Regions from separate parts of the Gossypium hirsutum genome. Here region 2 is linked to region 1. The links are chromatin contacts, called in public Hi-C maps. All regions are on one chromosome and are shown on one strand. Each heading gives the region's core, a stretch centred on a gene start, on an enhancer-like site or on the middle of the called end of the contact. The rest is flanking DNA. Distances are from core to core; before and after follow the strand shown.

Evidence for each region. A called contact is a pair of places that touch in the nucleus more often than the background predicts.
Region 2: a contact with region 1 is called in a Hi-C map of leaf, with 4 times the contacts expected there. The contact joins the promoter of LOC107936334 here to the enhancer-like site in region 1. A contact is called at or near these places in 2 of 34 Hi-C or Micro-C datasets (both in leaf).

Annotation. Positions count from the first base shown.
Region 1 is chrD02:47,155,955-47,162,866 of Gossypium_hirsutum_v2.1, forward strand. It overlaps LOC107936264 (ATP-dependent Clp protease proteolytic subunit 5, chloroplastic), which reads right to left. Exons shown (of 12, transcript XM_016868964.2): 12 at 4,526-5,902. The coding sequence ends at 5,777. Among protein-coding and RNA genes, the nearest start is that of LOC121215010, 5.4 kb to the right of the region's middle. Within about 2 kb of position 2,682, at least 2 of the 9 cell types and tissues checked have an H3K27ac peak or open chromatin away from gene starts, as enhancers often do. A contact at or near this core is called in leaf, where this site is marked.
Region 2 is chrD02:47,445,035-47,451,946 of Gossypium_hirsutum_v2.1, forward strand. LOC107936334 (ACT domain-containing protein ACR4) reads right to left here and starts at 2,457. Exons shown (of 9, transcript XM_016869053.2): 1 at 2,190-2,457; 2 at 1,870-1,942; 3 at 1,391-1,463; 4 at 1,258-1,303; 5 at 1,062-1,176; 6 at 913-980; 7 at 240-830; 8 at 30-134. The coding sequence starts at 1,873. It overlaps LOC107936360 (translin-associated protein X), which reads right to left and starts at 5,551. Exons shown (of 8, transcript XM_016869080.2): 1 at 5,409-5,551; 2 at 5,214-5,302; 3 at 4,694-4,773; 4 at 4,334-4,475; 5 at 4,107-4,256; 6 at 3,681-3,882; 7 at 3,338-3,440; 8 at 2,870-3,242. The coding sequence starts at 5,276. The coding sequence ends at 3,340.

The DNA.
Region 1 (6,912 bases), core at 1,432-3,931:
TGTAAGACTACCAAAGTGACTCTAGATAAACTAAAGGACATGTTTAGAGGCCAAGTTGCCTTGTCTTGACATTCGACTATAACTAATTTGATAAATGTCCAACAAAAGCCCGACACCCCAGTCAAAGACCATATAATTACTCTTATGGGATACTTTGGCGAGGCTACAAATAATGAGGTCAATCTAGAACACAACACACAAATAGAGATGGTGTTCAAAAGCTTGTCCAAGGATTTTGTAGGCTTTAAGATTTCATATAACCTAGTGAAGAAGAATTTGATGCTTACACAACTCATTTTACTCGATTTGAATTTCATTTTAATCGACTTGGTTTGAAAAAATTTCAAATTGAGTTAAGATGATAAAATAGGACTCGTCAACTCGATTAACTCAAAATTTTTTCACTTGATTCGATCGAACACTCACCCCTAATTGTTATAGATAAGTCAATTATGAATGTATAGTAATTATTATACAATTATGGTATTATAATGGGTATTCTTATATTAAAAATATGTAACCTAAACATTAAATGTCCAGCTAATTTTATAGTAGATTACAATATATACAATTAGCATTATATAATTAAGTTAGATTATTAATGATTATTAAAACTATATACAACTTGGTTGTTATAATGCATATTTTTATATTACTTATATGTAAGTTTAAACCCTAATGCCACGATTGGTAATGAGTATCATTTTTTACACATGTTTTAGTATATGAGTTAGTAATAAATTAATTTAGTCGGTAATGTTTAGCCAGTCCCAAACTTATTTTTAGCAAAGAGAAGGAAAAATCTTCACTTATGTTAAAGAGGTGTTATTTCTAATTAGGGTAGATTATTAATGAAATGTAACTTTATATATAAGTATGATATTATAATGTACATTTTTATACAATAATATGTAAACTAAAACCCTAAACATGGAACTGACAATTACAATTGGTTTAGAATTCTTATTTTTTAAGTTGTTAGGTAAATTTAAATTGTTGTGAAATTGTTATGTTTAATTTGTTTGAATTGTTATTTAACTAATTCTGGTAATTTATTTTGCATTTATTTATTGTTACGAATAAATTTTACTTAAAATTCAATTCTTTTGTTTGATTAAATATTATTTTTAAAATTTTAATTTTAATATTTAGATTTGGATTTCCAAGATGTGATTGGAAAATGTTAAATTTGAGTTTTCTACAAATTTGAATATTCTACTAATAATAATATTTAATTCAAATTTAAATAATAATACTTGAATAATTTTAAAAAAAATTGTGAATTAATTTTAAGCAAATGTTTATGGTTTTTTTAATTAATAATATGAAAAATAAATAATTATGGAAATGAAGTGAAAAGTAAATTATTTATGAGAATAGATCGTTTGAACAATAAGGCAGCATTGTCAATGTGTCAGGCGATACTACCCATAATATATAATATTTTAATAAAAATAAATAAAATACAAATAAATACAATTTTAATTTTCAGAAGAGGTGTCGCCAAACAAGGGAACAACGCTCCTTTTTCACACGTTATTTTACTTTTTATATTTTATATTTTTAAACAAATTTTATATGTTTTTATTTATATGTTTGTATTTTATAATTCTATTTTATTTAATAAAAAAGGATAATTTTTTTTAATTTCTTAATTTTATACATTTTTTGGCATTTATAGTTATAAATTTTGAAATTTTAAAATAATGAACAAACCGATAAAATTTTAGTAAAATTGAAATAAAAACATTAGGGTAAAGTACCTAAATAATCACTCAAGTTTTTTAGTGAGTTCTTACTTTAGTCACTGAATTTTTTTTTTTTGTTAATTTCTCCACTCTTAGGTAAATTTCCAATTCTAGTTACTCTAATGTTAAAATGTATTTGGTCACAAAACAAAATACCGATGTCACCTTCTTTTTATTGGTATAATAACAAATTTAGCCCTTAATATTTTTACATATTCTATTTCTAAAAAAAATTCAATACATTTCACTCTCAACGTTTACACATTATCAACTCGTACATTATTCTAAATATTTAGAAATTAAGAATATAAATTAAAAAATAAAACAACTCAATCATTTTTTATAAATATTAAAAAATTCGATAACGAAAACAGAAAGTTGTTAAAAAACTTGAGTGACTATTTAGGTAGTTTACCCTAATGTTTTTAATCAATTTTAGAAAAAAAACTTATCAGCTTGTTAAATATTTTAAATATTCAAAATTTTATGATTATAAAATATTTAAAAATTATAAATTTAGGAATTAAAAAAATTTAACTTTTTTCATTAAATAAAATAAAATAATAAAAACTAAAAAATATAAACATAAAACTTTTAAAAAAATTTAATAAAGAAGTAAAATGGCATGTGAAAAGGGGATGCGACTCCCTTATATGACGACACCCCTTTTGAAAATTATAATATTTTTATTTTATTATTAAATTATTTATTTTTATATTCATATCCCGTGAACCATTCTAAATAATTTATTTTCCGGCCCGTTCCTATTATTAAAGTGAAAAAACCGTTATGCCTATGCTTATAACTAATACTTGAATTAATTGGATAAGACAAGACCCCTGCTTTGGCACTTGTATGAGCTTAAACGTGCCCAACCGGGAGAAAAGATGAAAAGAAAAAGTGGGCGTATTGTGGCAGTGCTGACATCTAACTCTGTAACAAAGTTGTGCATTGTGTTGTAACAATGCACTGCGCCCACCAGACAGACAATGTCCATGGATAAGATCACAACACATTGAAACTTGCCTTTCTATTCCCTAAAATTTTGATCTGGGTTTAAATTATTTACAAACTCAAATGGAAAAGGATCCAGAAGTTAAGTCGGGGATGTTGTGGATGGGCCTCTTTTATCTAAACAATATAAAAAATAAAATTAATGACTGAAATTATATGCCCATAAGATTATTTACCAAAATAGTATAATTTTATTGTTGACAGGCGGCATCGAATTGAAATGTAATGATCTAAAGTATTCAAAGATCTGTTATGTAATTTTTCTATTTAGAATGGGTGCTAAAAAAAGGAAAAAGATACCGCTGACATTGCGAGTGCACTTAAACTTTAAATATGGATAATTATCTTGTAAGTCTTTCTTATTTATTATTTTTTTATTTTCCTTCAACTCACTATATTGTGTTTAAACAAGCCCTTAACTTATTTTTGAAGTTAAATAAGCCATTAACTTATGATTTTTACTCATAAAAGCCCTTTATTTTAATATTAAAGTAAATATATTTTACCCAAAGTAAAGCTATTTAAAAAAATATAAACTAATTCACATTTTATATTGATCTGAATTTGATGAGAATAATTTATTAAATAAAAAATTAAAATTTTTAAATTTCTTGAGAGTGCTTATATACATGATATTCTTAACTACTCTTTTGAAATTTTTGATTACTTTTTTTAGATTTTATGTTGATGTTAAAGTGTATATAATTTTTATTGCATCAACAAATAATTAAGGTAAGAGCTTGAAATTCAAAATATATATATTTACTTTAATATTAAAATAAAGGGCTTTTATGAGTAAAAACCATAAGATAAGGGCTTATTTAACTACAAAAATAGGTTAAGGGCTTGTTTAAACACAATATAGTGAGTTGAAAGGGAATAAAAAGAAAATAATAAATAAGGAGAGCTTATAAGGCAATTAGCCATATTTAAAGTTTGGTGCCGCCACACCCTTTCCCTTTTTTTCAGCAGCCATTCTAAATGGAAAATTGCATAACATATCAATGAATACTTTAAATCATTACATTTCAGTCTGGTGCCGCCAATTTGACAGGCGGCACCAGTAAAATTATACCATTTTGGTAAATAATCTTATAGTCATACCATTTCAGTTATTAATTTTATTTTTTGAATTATTTAGGTAAAAAAACCTGTGGATGGTTTTGATTTAGAAAATTAATTTTATTTTTATTAAATTTAAATTGATTTTTAGTTTTTAGAATATATTATATTTAAAGTAGTAAAATAATTAAAAATATATTTTTTTATTTTTTTACTAAATAAATCATTTCATCAAATTATAGTTTAAAATTTTTAAACCTAAAGTTAAATGTAAAGATAAAAAAATAAATTATAACAAACAATTCAGAAAATAAAAAAAAAAAAAAAGCTAACCTAACTGTACCTGACTCAACACTAACTCTTATTTAAATAGAAGGTATTTGTATTTTTCATAAATTTAAGTTTTAGTTATTTTACTTGTATCTTGACTTTCAATATTTGTCTAGTGGATAGATAGAGTTTCAGTATTTTTTTTATTTTAAAAAAAATCAGAACAGTGTGTAAATTATGATGTGGTTGGAATTTTTCTCTTTTCAGAATGTCAAAGTGTTTATGATTTTGTAGTTCTTAGAGATATATTAATGGAGGTATTATGTTATAAGAACAAAGATCAAAACCATATCCTTGAATCATAAGTAAGAAAACCCAAAGATTCCTTCTTCTTTTTTAACAATGGAACTAAGCATAATAATAGTAAAGAATAACATCAAACCGCTTTTGAAATTGAAGTTTCTAGCGAAGCATTGTTACAATAGAGTCAATTTGGTGAACTCTAATAGGAACTGTCCTTCATAAACTTATACAGAATTCCCTTCCTAATGCCACTTGTTTAAGTTTATGTTCTTCTTTACACAATGTATTCAATGGAACATCAATATCCACAACATGGAGATTGGTAACCAAGGATGAAATTCTCTTCAAAAACTGACCTCTCTCTTTCTTTGACATAGATGGTATAAAAACTAAAATAATTAACAAAGTAAATAAAAAAAGGCATTCATTCAATTCAATATTATCAGTAAAGAAATGTGGTCATTCAAAAAAAGAACCTGGAATGTAAATGTGCAAAGCATAATTACCTTCGATGTGAGGGAAGCTTCTCACTCTACTGGGCTGACCAGTTTGTAAGTAATCCAAAGATTCTTTTTTCATTATCAAGAAAAAGAAATGGTTGATGAGCAAAAAGAGTAAAATATTTTAGCAAAAGAAAATAATGAGAAATTTGTTGTAGTTTGAATTACCAACGGAATTGGGAGGGTGGAGGAGAGAAACAGGAGGTGGAGGGAGAGGGGATGACAATGTCTCCTTCATTTGGGGTTTGGAATTGGCGGGAAGTGACAGCGGAGGGGAATGGTCGGAGTCGGAGCCCGATGAGTCGTCGTCTTCATATGCCACATGTCACAATATTATTTTACCACGTGTCCTAAACTTAACGGCGTTAGGCTCAGGTACCGATTTAGTTGATGGAAAAAAAGTTCGCATACCAATTTGGGACAAAAAAAACCTTAAGTACCAATTTGGGAGAAGTGGACAAGTTTAGGTACTACTTTTATGTTAATCTTTTTTTTTATAAATGTATTTTTAAATAAAAAATTTCATCTACATATTCTAAAAACTTATAAGTTATTCGAACCAAATAAGGTATGAGATGAGCTTATAATCTTAAAATCAATTTGATCATGAAATTTAGATATTAAAAGTGATGGCGAGAATAAAAAAATAATCAAGGGTCACTACAATAGGGTTAAGCGAAAATAGAAGAAAACCTACTAGGCTCCTACTAAAGTACTCGCACTATGGAAGGTCCATGTGTCCCCTTGGACAATTTAATCTCCTTACAATTTATGTGAGCAAAAATATGATGCATTATTACTTTATTGGGAGAAAAATCCACTCTTATCAAATGCCACTTGGCTAGCGTTTAGCATATGTGTATTTGTACATGAGATTGATCATAAATATGATACATAGAAAATTTCTTTAAAAAATGGGGCAGCAGTTTTGGGGTTGAATTGTCTTGTTGGAGATGGAGGGTCAACGGGCTCTGATCTTTCATGATAAATGCTATATGATTTTACCTGTAGATATCTCACTCTTCAAATATTATTTTATATATATAATATTGGGTTGAGGAAAGAAAGTAATAAAATTTCAATTTTGTATCATCTAAATTCATGATAAAATCTCTAGCCATTACTTTATACAAGTTAATGCTTTTTCTTTTTAATTATTAATAAAAAATTAAAAATTAGGTTCATTGTATTCTGAAATCATTTATTGCATCATACCATTAGATTCTTATATTTTTAGCTTATCGATTTTTTATTATATTAATTGAAAGAGGCCATGACAAGCTTGAATATTCTCAAACTCATAACCTTCAAAAGTCTATAACATTATTAGTGTTATTCAAGTATATGGCTAAATGCTAGTAAACAATTTGTTAAAGGTGTTGAAGTTGGTTCACTTAAGTCTGTTTATAATGGTTTGGAAGTTAGTTTGTTAAGTTAGCTAGTATTGGTTTACATATTTGGTGAAGAAAGAAGTTGGAAAAGCTCAAGCTCCATCTATAAGATTTGACCATTAAACAATTCTTGAATCAAGTAAGAATCAATATATAGGTTTTAAAGAATTTGCTTTATGTACTGTTTATTTTTCTATCAAGGTTCTAGTATTTATCTTGAAATTTTTCTTTGTTACAAAGCTTGTTGTCTTATGACATTGGTTTCGATCCATGCTTATTTGATTCATTTAACACATAAAATTCATAGGTTACCCCGAATTTACAAATAGAATTAGAATCTTGCTCATTGTTCTTGTTTTTTCATCTTTGTTCGAATTAATTTGTTGATCTCTATCGTGTTGGTCTTTGTTCATCCAGAAATCTTTATTCTCCTTAATATGAAAACAACTACTTCTATTGCCAAGATTTAATTCAAATATTTTTTATTTTTCAAGCGTCCAAGCCCTTTTCCAATAAGACAATCACTCTTCGATTAGATTAAGCAGGTATTCTTTACAATCATGAGTCATTTATGTATAAGCATATAGATGGATCCTTGAATATTCCTGAATTCTTAACTGATGA
Region 2 (6,912 bases), core at 1,207-3,706, 290 kb after region 1:
TACATATATAATATGAAGAATGCACCCACCTCAGATACCCTTCTCTTAATTGCCGCTTCAAGACACTGAGTTACTCTTTGTCTCTCTGCATCTGATTTAACAGGAGATCCATCTACATGACGAATGTAATATTCCTACAAACACAAGATGTAACGCACAAGTAATTATAACCGCATGAAATCATACAAAATCTCAGACTCATGAAAGCGACCATGTAAAGAAAGAAGAAAGCGCACTACCTGATAAGACTGTGGCCCCTCGGTATCAATTTTTGCATGAAACACTACATACCCCATATCGGTCAAGGTGCAAACCGTATCAAAGAGAAGTTTTGGTCTATCTTTACACCTAATGGTAACCACTGAATAGTCCTTGTCATACCAATTCACAACATCCACATTCGGCCTTTGCCTGTCCTCCAAAACATCATCACCGGTCTGTTCATAATCCCTGTCCGCAAACATCATTTGGTGAAGCCTTCTATCAGTATGTGTGACCGAATGAGAAACTATGGTTTTGGCTAAACTAGATTTGTTGCTTCCCTTAAGTACATTGCAAAGAAGTTCCTTTATCCTAGATAGCCTTTCTAGGTTGGTAATTGATGTTCCTGTTTCCTCATCGGTCACTTGTATCACAGCTGCAGCACGGGTGTTATGTGTCCATACTTCGGCATTCACTACATTGCATTTAAGATGCTTAAGGACCGCGCTTAATTCAGATAGCAACCCTGGTCTGTCACTCCCTGTTAACTCAATTTCAGTGTGGTCCATTGTTTGCTTCACCCCAACAGATCTCATTGCAGATGTGAAGCAAGATTCTGGCCCCAGAGACTGAAGAAAAAACGCACAAACAATCAGATAGGCATTATAAAAAAAAAAGCACGAAAATCAATTACAAATTTGAAGTGCTTACCTTTGTAATATAATCTAGAATACCTTCATCTGTGATTTTGTTTCCATCTTGATCAGTAACATTAAAAACTGGTATTGCAAAAACCAAAAGCAAAAAATGAGAATCAATTTACTAGACAAGTCCAAAAGTAAGAAGACGAGATATGTTACCATCCATGAACCAATTGCCATCAGCAGATATGTAGGCTTTATTAATGATAAGGTTAAGATCAGTCAGGATTTGTACAACTTCAAGAAGGATTCCATGTTCGTTTGCACAGTCAACCTGCATTATGATATGGGATAAGTATCAAAAGGTACCGTTTAAAAAAGAAAAAAAGAGCAACACAAAATCAGACAGCCATACCCTTATCACAGTTGCATTCTTGCAAGCTTCATTATCAATCACAACCCTGACAAGAAAGATAAGTAAATATCACTTGATGTTTCTCAAAACTCTTGATCGAAGTACAGATAAAGAAGATGAATTTTTAGCTTACCTGGGCGGATTCATTCTTCTAATGAATTTTTCATATTCATCACCCATGTCATGTGAAAAGCTCATGTTCATCTCTAGAAACGAGAAAACAAAAATCAGCCAATGAAAGAAACTAAGGGTAGTACTTGGAAATAAGAGCACCAATGAGAAATCAGAAAGAAAAAGGGGTAAAAAAAATGCAAAACCTTAAAAGGACTTACTTTGGGCAAGTCAAAAATAAAGGATTTGTTGAAAATGAAGAAAAAGAGGAGGGGTGAGAGAGAAAGAAGGTACAAGTATTCCCAATCTCCACCACAAAAAAAAAACATTGAGAAACTTGAAAAAGAAGGGAAAAGAAGTAGAAGAAAATCAAGCACAAAGAGCACAGCATAAGATTCTAGCTCTAAAAACACTGAAAATTCTCAATGTCAACAAAACCCACAGTGTGGAAGAGAGAATAAAAAGGAATAAGACAGAGGAGATAGATCAAAAGGGGCTTACCCATTATAGTTTCTTTTGAGAAATTTGAGATCTTGGATTAACCAATGTTCCTCTCTTGCTTTTTTAATTCTCCCTTCAACAAGAAAAAAGGGTATTTGTTTACTCTGTCTTTGCAATTATATGAATGATCAGAGAATCACAAATGTAGAATGCACAACTTTATTTACATACTTTTAAAAAAATAAAAAGGAATCTTTAGAGCCCCCTCCCCTGAATTCCCCACTCTCATTAAGGTAACAAAACATTAAAAAAATTACAAAAATAATAATAATTCATGAATCATGAGAATCAGATACACAACGACACGATACTCGAAAAACCTGCGAGCTCTAAAAGCAAGACTCGCTCTTTCTTTGTTTCTTTTCTAAAAGTTGCTGCCTTTGATAGAGAAGGGCGTAATTTAGCAATGCTGCGTATTTTAAAAGAACCAGGGATGGGATGGGATGGGATAGGAGGGAGTGCTAAGATGCACTTGGTTCTTTTTTATATATTTAGGGAGTAATTAAATAATTAAGCCACGTGTTTAAATTAAGGAGGTTGAGATTTAAGAGGCGGTTGATCTTCCAAGGTGTGTGGATAAAACTGCGGTTGTTTCTAATTAGCTGTCAGTATCTTTCCTTGGTTTTTTAAGGTTTTAGCTCTAAATTAGATCTGGATTGTTTTATATGCTTTCTAGTATCTTCATCTTATTTCTTTTATAAGCGACTCAAATACTTACACATAGAACATAAATACTCCGTTAATGGATTTTCACCTTTGATCATGTTACTCACCGTTTTACAGTTGAATTGATAAAATAAAATAAAAATCTAAATGACAAACTAATTCTACAAATTAGTATTTGCAAGATTTATGTAATTGGAAGAGCCCCAATTTGAAGTCTCTGAGGCCTGTCGCTTTGTTTCCAGGCCTTTTTTCCAAATAGACTGCTAATATGGTTAAAGACATGCTCAACCCGATGTTCGTAGAGCTGAGCTGAGTGTACAAAAAGCCCACCAACTAAAGAAGCCTAGTTTTGTATTTATAAAGCAAACATGTTCTCACACAGAAAAGAATGGATGTATCAGATTCCTAAATTGCTTATTCTGTCAACACATATTTCAAAAGTTTTCTATTTCTCAGCTTCATTGTCAACTTCCCATCAACTAAATGAGCAAATAGCCAATGGCCATATGAAAGATCTCAAAGAGACGATAGATGATTTTTAATCCCATGAAGAATTTGAAGAGTCTAGCATGCAAGTTAGTTACATCAACTTTAACAAAGTGCAGTCCAAAAATGCCTCAAAGATCTTTCAATATTGGTGCAAACATTTCCTCAACTACTCCCAAACCTTTGAATCTTGAGCAGGAAACATCTCCTCCGGTCAACAACTGCAGGAATGAAAGTAAATGAAGCTAATGGTATCCTGTATATATGGTGATTAAAACAATACAAGGCAAAAGAAGCTACGAGAAGCACAAGTTACTTTCATAATTCCCCATCAGATACTCCCACTAAGAAAGAACTTGGATCGCTGGACCCTAGAAGCGGAATGTACTCTGATCCTCTCACACGAACACTAAAGCATGCTGCAAGCAACAAAGAACCCATATAAGAGATCCAGCAAAAGAACTATCATGTGGGTACAAGTTTTGCGTGAATTACTGTCAAGTCTCTTAAAACTCTTTAGGTATTCATAGCACATACAAAAACAAGAAACTCGTGGAACTCTTGGCATTGCATATTCATTAGCTTAATGAAGAAATCTTTCATAATATGCTATAAGAAGATTTTGTATTTAAGGGCAAGAAAACCAGCATCAATATTACCATTCTCTATTTTCACAACACTTTGGAGCATTGTATCCATCTTTGTCTTCATGTCAGAACCGTCATCCATAAGTGGGACAAGAAGAGTCAATTCCCTGTAAATATCACGTACAAACTGGCATATTCTCTCAGAATATTCTACTTCACCATCAGATATTCGACCAATTGCTAACCGCATCAGCTCTCCAGTCAAATCTGCTAGCTGTAAAAGAAGAGTAAACATTCTTCCATCACAATGCACATTGTGTGAGCGTATGCGTTGGTTCAGTGTGTCAGAAATCTGTATGTATGTATGCATGTATGCTGAGAATAATAAGTAGGCAATATTTGAACAAAGGATATAAGGATATACAAAAAAAATTAGCATCAAATGTTTTCATCAGCCTCTGCCTTCAAAAGTAAATAGCATAATATTGAGGCATCTACCCCTAAGAGATAGTCAAGGAGGTTAATTTGCAAAGGCTCAAGAGATGGATCACTAAGTGATAGTAAACTAGCATTTATCTCATCAAGATTCAAAAGAGTTCCGGTTTGGCAGAATTTGAAGAATGTTGCAGCTTCAACGTACTCTTGTACCTGCCAAGAAACAAGCATGATAAGTCAACTCGGTAGTTTCTCTTTGGCACAAAAGTATAAGAAGAAAAAGATGCAACCCCCGGAGAGTATGCTCGCCGTAGCTTCCAAAAATCAGTCCCTTGCAACTCTTTCACCAGTCGGGAAATATGCTGATCTCTCACTGCAGCTAAATCCTTTTCGGCCTTTTCCAAAACTTCCTCTCTGTTGGCTTTACTGATTCTGTCATCAAGATTAAACCAAAAGCAAAGTAACATATCATATGAACTGAATTAAAATAATTCATTTAACCATACAGGTAAAGAAAACAGAATAGTAAATAACTGCAAGTTGAACAACGTATTTGAATGAACTAATTGCAATCAAGAACCACACAAATAGGCAGCAGCAATAGTAAGTAAAATTATCATCATTGAAGTCTTGAAAATCGGCAACATTACCTGTGCACCTGAAATATGACTTTTTTACTATTCATAGTTACATCACGACTGGCTTTTACAATCCTTTCGCGTTTTTCATTCTACAAAAAACGCTTTGTGTTGATTAGTCAGTGCATATGAAAGCATCTTTGGTAGTCAAGTAAATACATGCAAAAGAGAAAACTCCATTATGCAAGGGAACTTTACAGCTTATACATGTAAGAAACTTTGAACGTTTTGGAGAACATATATCCACACATTGCAAGCATCCAACGACAAAACAAGCTTCACTGCTAGAACAAACGATCTTGTATCGGTTTTGGGTCCACACTTTTTTTTTCTCCAAGCCAGTTCGTGAGTTTATGGTCTATTGGGTATAATTAAATTTCATATTGTAGATCAAGATATTCACCATTTTAAAGACCTAAAATCCCATAAAATCTGAATATTCATCTAAAATTGTGAGAGAAGTAATGCGAGCCAAGGTAAAATAAGCAAAAATAAAAGTGAAAAATGGAGAAAAAGGAGGAGGAAAAATTACGAGGGCATTGAGGTGATCAGCGTAGGAAGAAAAGGCGTCCTTGAGGGAGGAATGGGTGCTCATAGTTCTAGGTCTTTTAGTGGAGCTCTCTAACGCCAAAGCAGCATCATCTGGTTATTAAGGGTTTGGATGATGGATGTCAGAGCAAATAAAAGAGAAAAAAATAAAAGAAGAAATAAGAAGGTTTAGTAGTACCAGAACGAGAGAGGGTGGGATTTGAAGTTAGAATTGTTAGCCATAATCAGCCACGATACTGATATCCTTCTGATTGCTGCCGACGAAGAACACAACAACATCTGTTTTGCCACCTATACTTCTTGACCGCGCCGCGATCCCTTTTTTTCTCTTTGCACCAACTATTTTAGGGTAAATTATACCAACAATATCTCAACTTTGATGCAGCTAACAAAACAGTCACTCTGATTTCAATTCAGTCACCCAATTTTTAAAAAATAAGAAATCAGTCACTAATGTTATCGAAAAGTGACAGATTAGTCACCCATTAACATTTTCCGTCACAAGCTTAATGGGATAGCTGACGTGGCCATTTAACTTGCCACGTTGGTTGAGGCAAAGTTGAGTGATTGTTTTGTTTTTCGTCCTTCCTTTTTCATTTAATAAATGGCCCAATATGATTACACTTCTTCTTTTCCATCCAAATAATCTCTGTTTTTAAATATGGTGATCTACTTCACCCTACCATCAATCTCTTTTATCTCCTTCTCTACCTTTCAATCTCTCCCCGTCCGGATTCGAAGGGTAGGAAAAGAATTCAGAACATGAGATAAATGGGGTAGGAACTGAATGCTTTGGATTAGCTAGAGTTGGGACCATTGAGGACATTACTATATGGAGCTATTGCTGGTGCTTGTGCCAAAGTTGCTACTTACCCATTTGAGGTTGTGAGAAGACAATTGCAATTGCAAGTCCAGACAAGCAAAATAGGCGTACTAGCAACTGGTCTAAAGATTGTTGAGCAAGGAGGAATTCTTGCTCTCTGTGTTGGGCTAATTCCCATCTTGCTATAAGTAAGTGGATAAGCTTTTAATAAAATCTTTTGAATTGTTTTTGAAAAGCTTTATACTAATTATTGCTCTATAAATGCAAACATAGGGTTAAACATCTTTAGGTACTTCCAATTTATTTGGAACTTTTGATAAGAATGATTCAAATATTTGTCACCATCTTTGGGAAAAAAGACGGAAAAAGAACCTCTCATGTCAGTTCACTAAAATGTGCTTGTATTGCATCCAAATGAACATTCTCAGCTTTAAAAGAACTATTTAGTAGTCAATATTGGCATTTGTAATGGTTTCTTTTGGTTATATGAGAAAATGTTACAAATCAATAAAGCAGAGGGTCATGAAAAGGATGATGGAGAGGAAGATCGAAACATATTTTGGAAAATAAGATTGAAGCTTACTTCACCGCTGTCGCCGTGATCCATAACCTCATGTTGCTGATGAACCACTCTAGAATTTTTCTCTTCTTCTCCTCCTCTTCTTCTTATTTTCTTCTTCTTCTTCTTTTTCTTTTTCTTCTCTGCTTCTTCTTTTTATTTTACTGCCTAGCCTAGCTACGGTTTTAAATTGGGGTCGTTTACATAATAGGATAACAAGTCATCTTTCCGTTACGTCTGTAATAGAAAATGGTTAAAATGACTGATTTATTATTTTTTGAAAGTTGAGTGACGGAATTG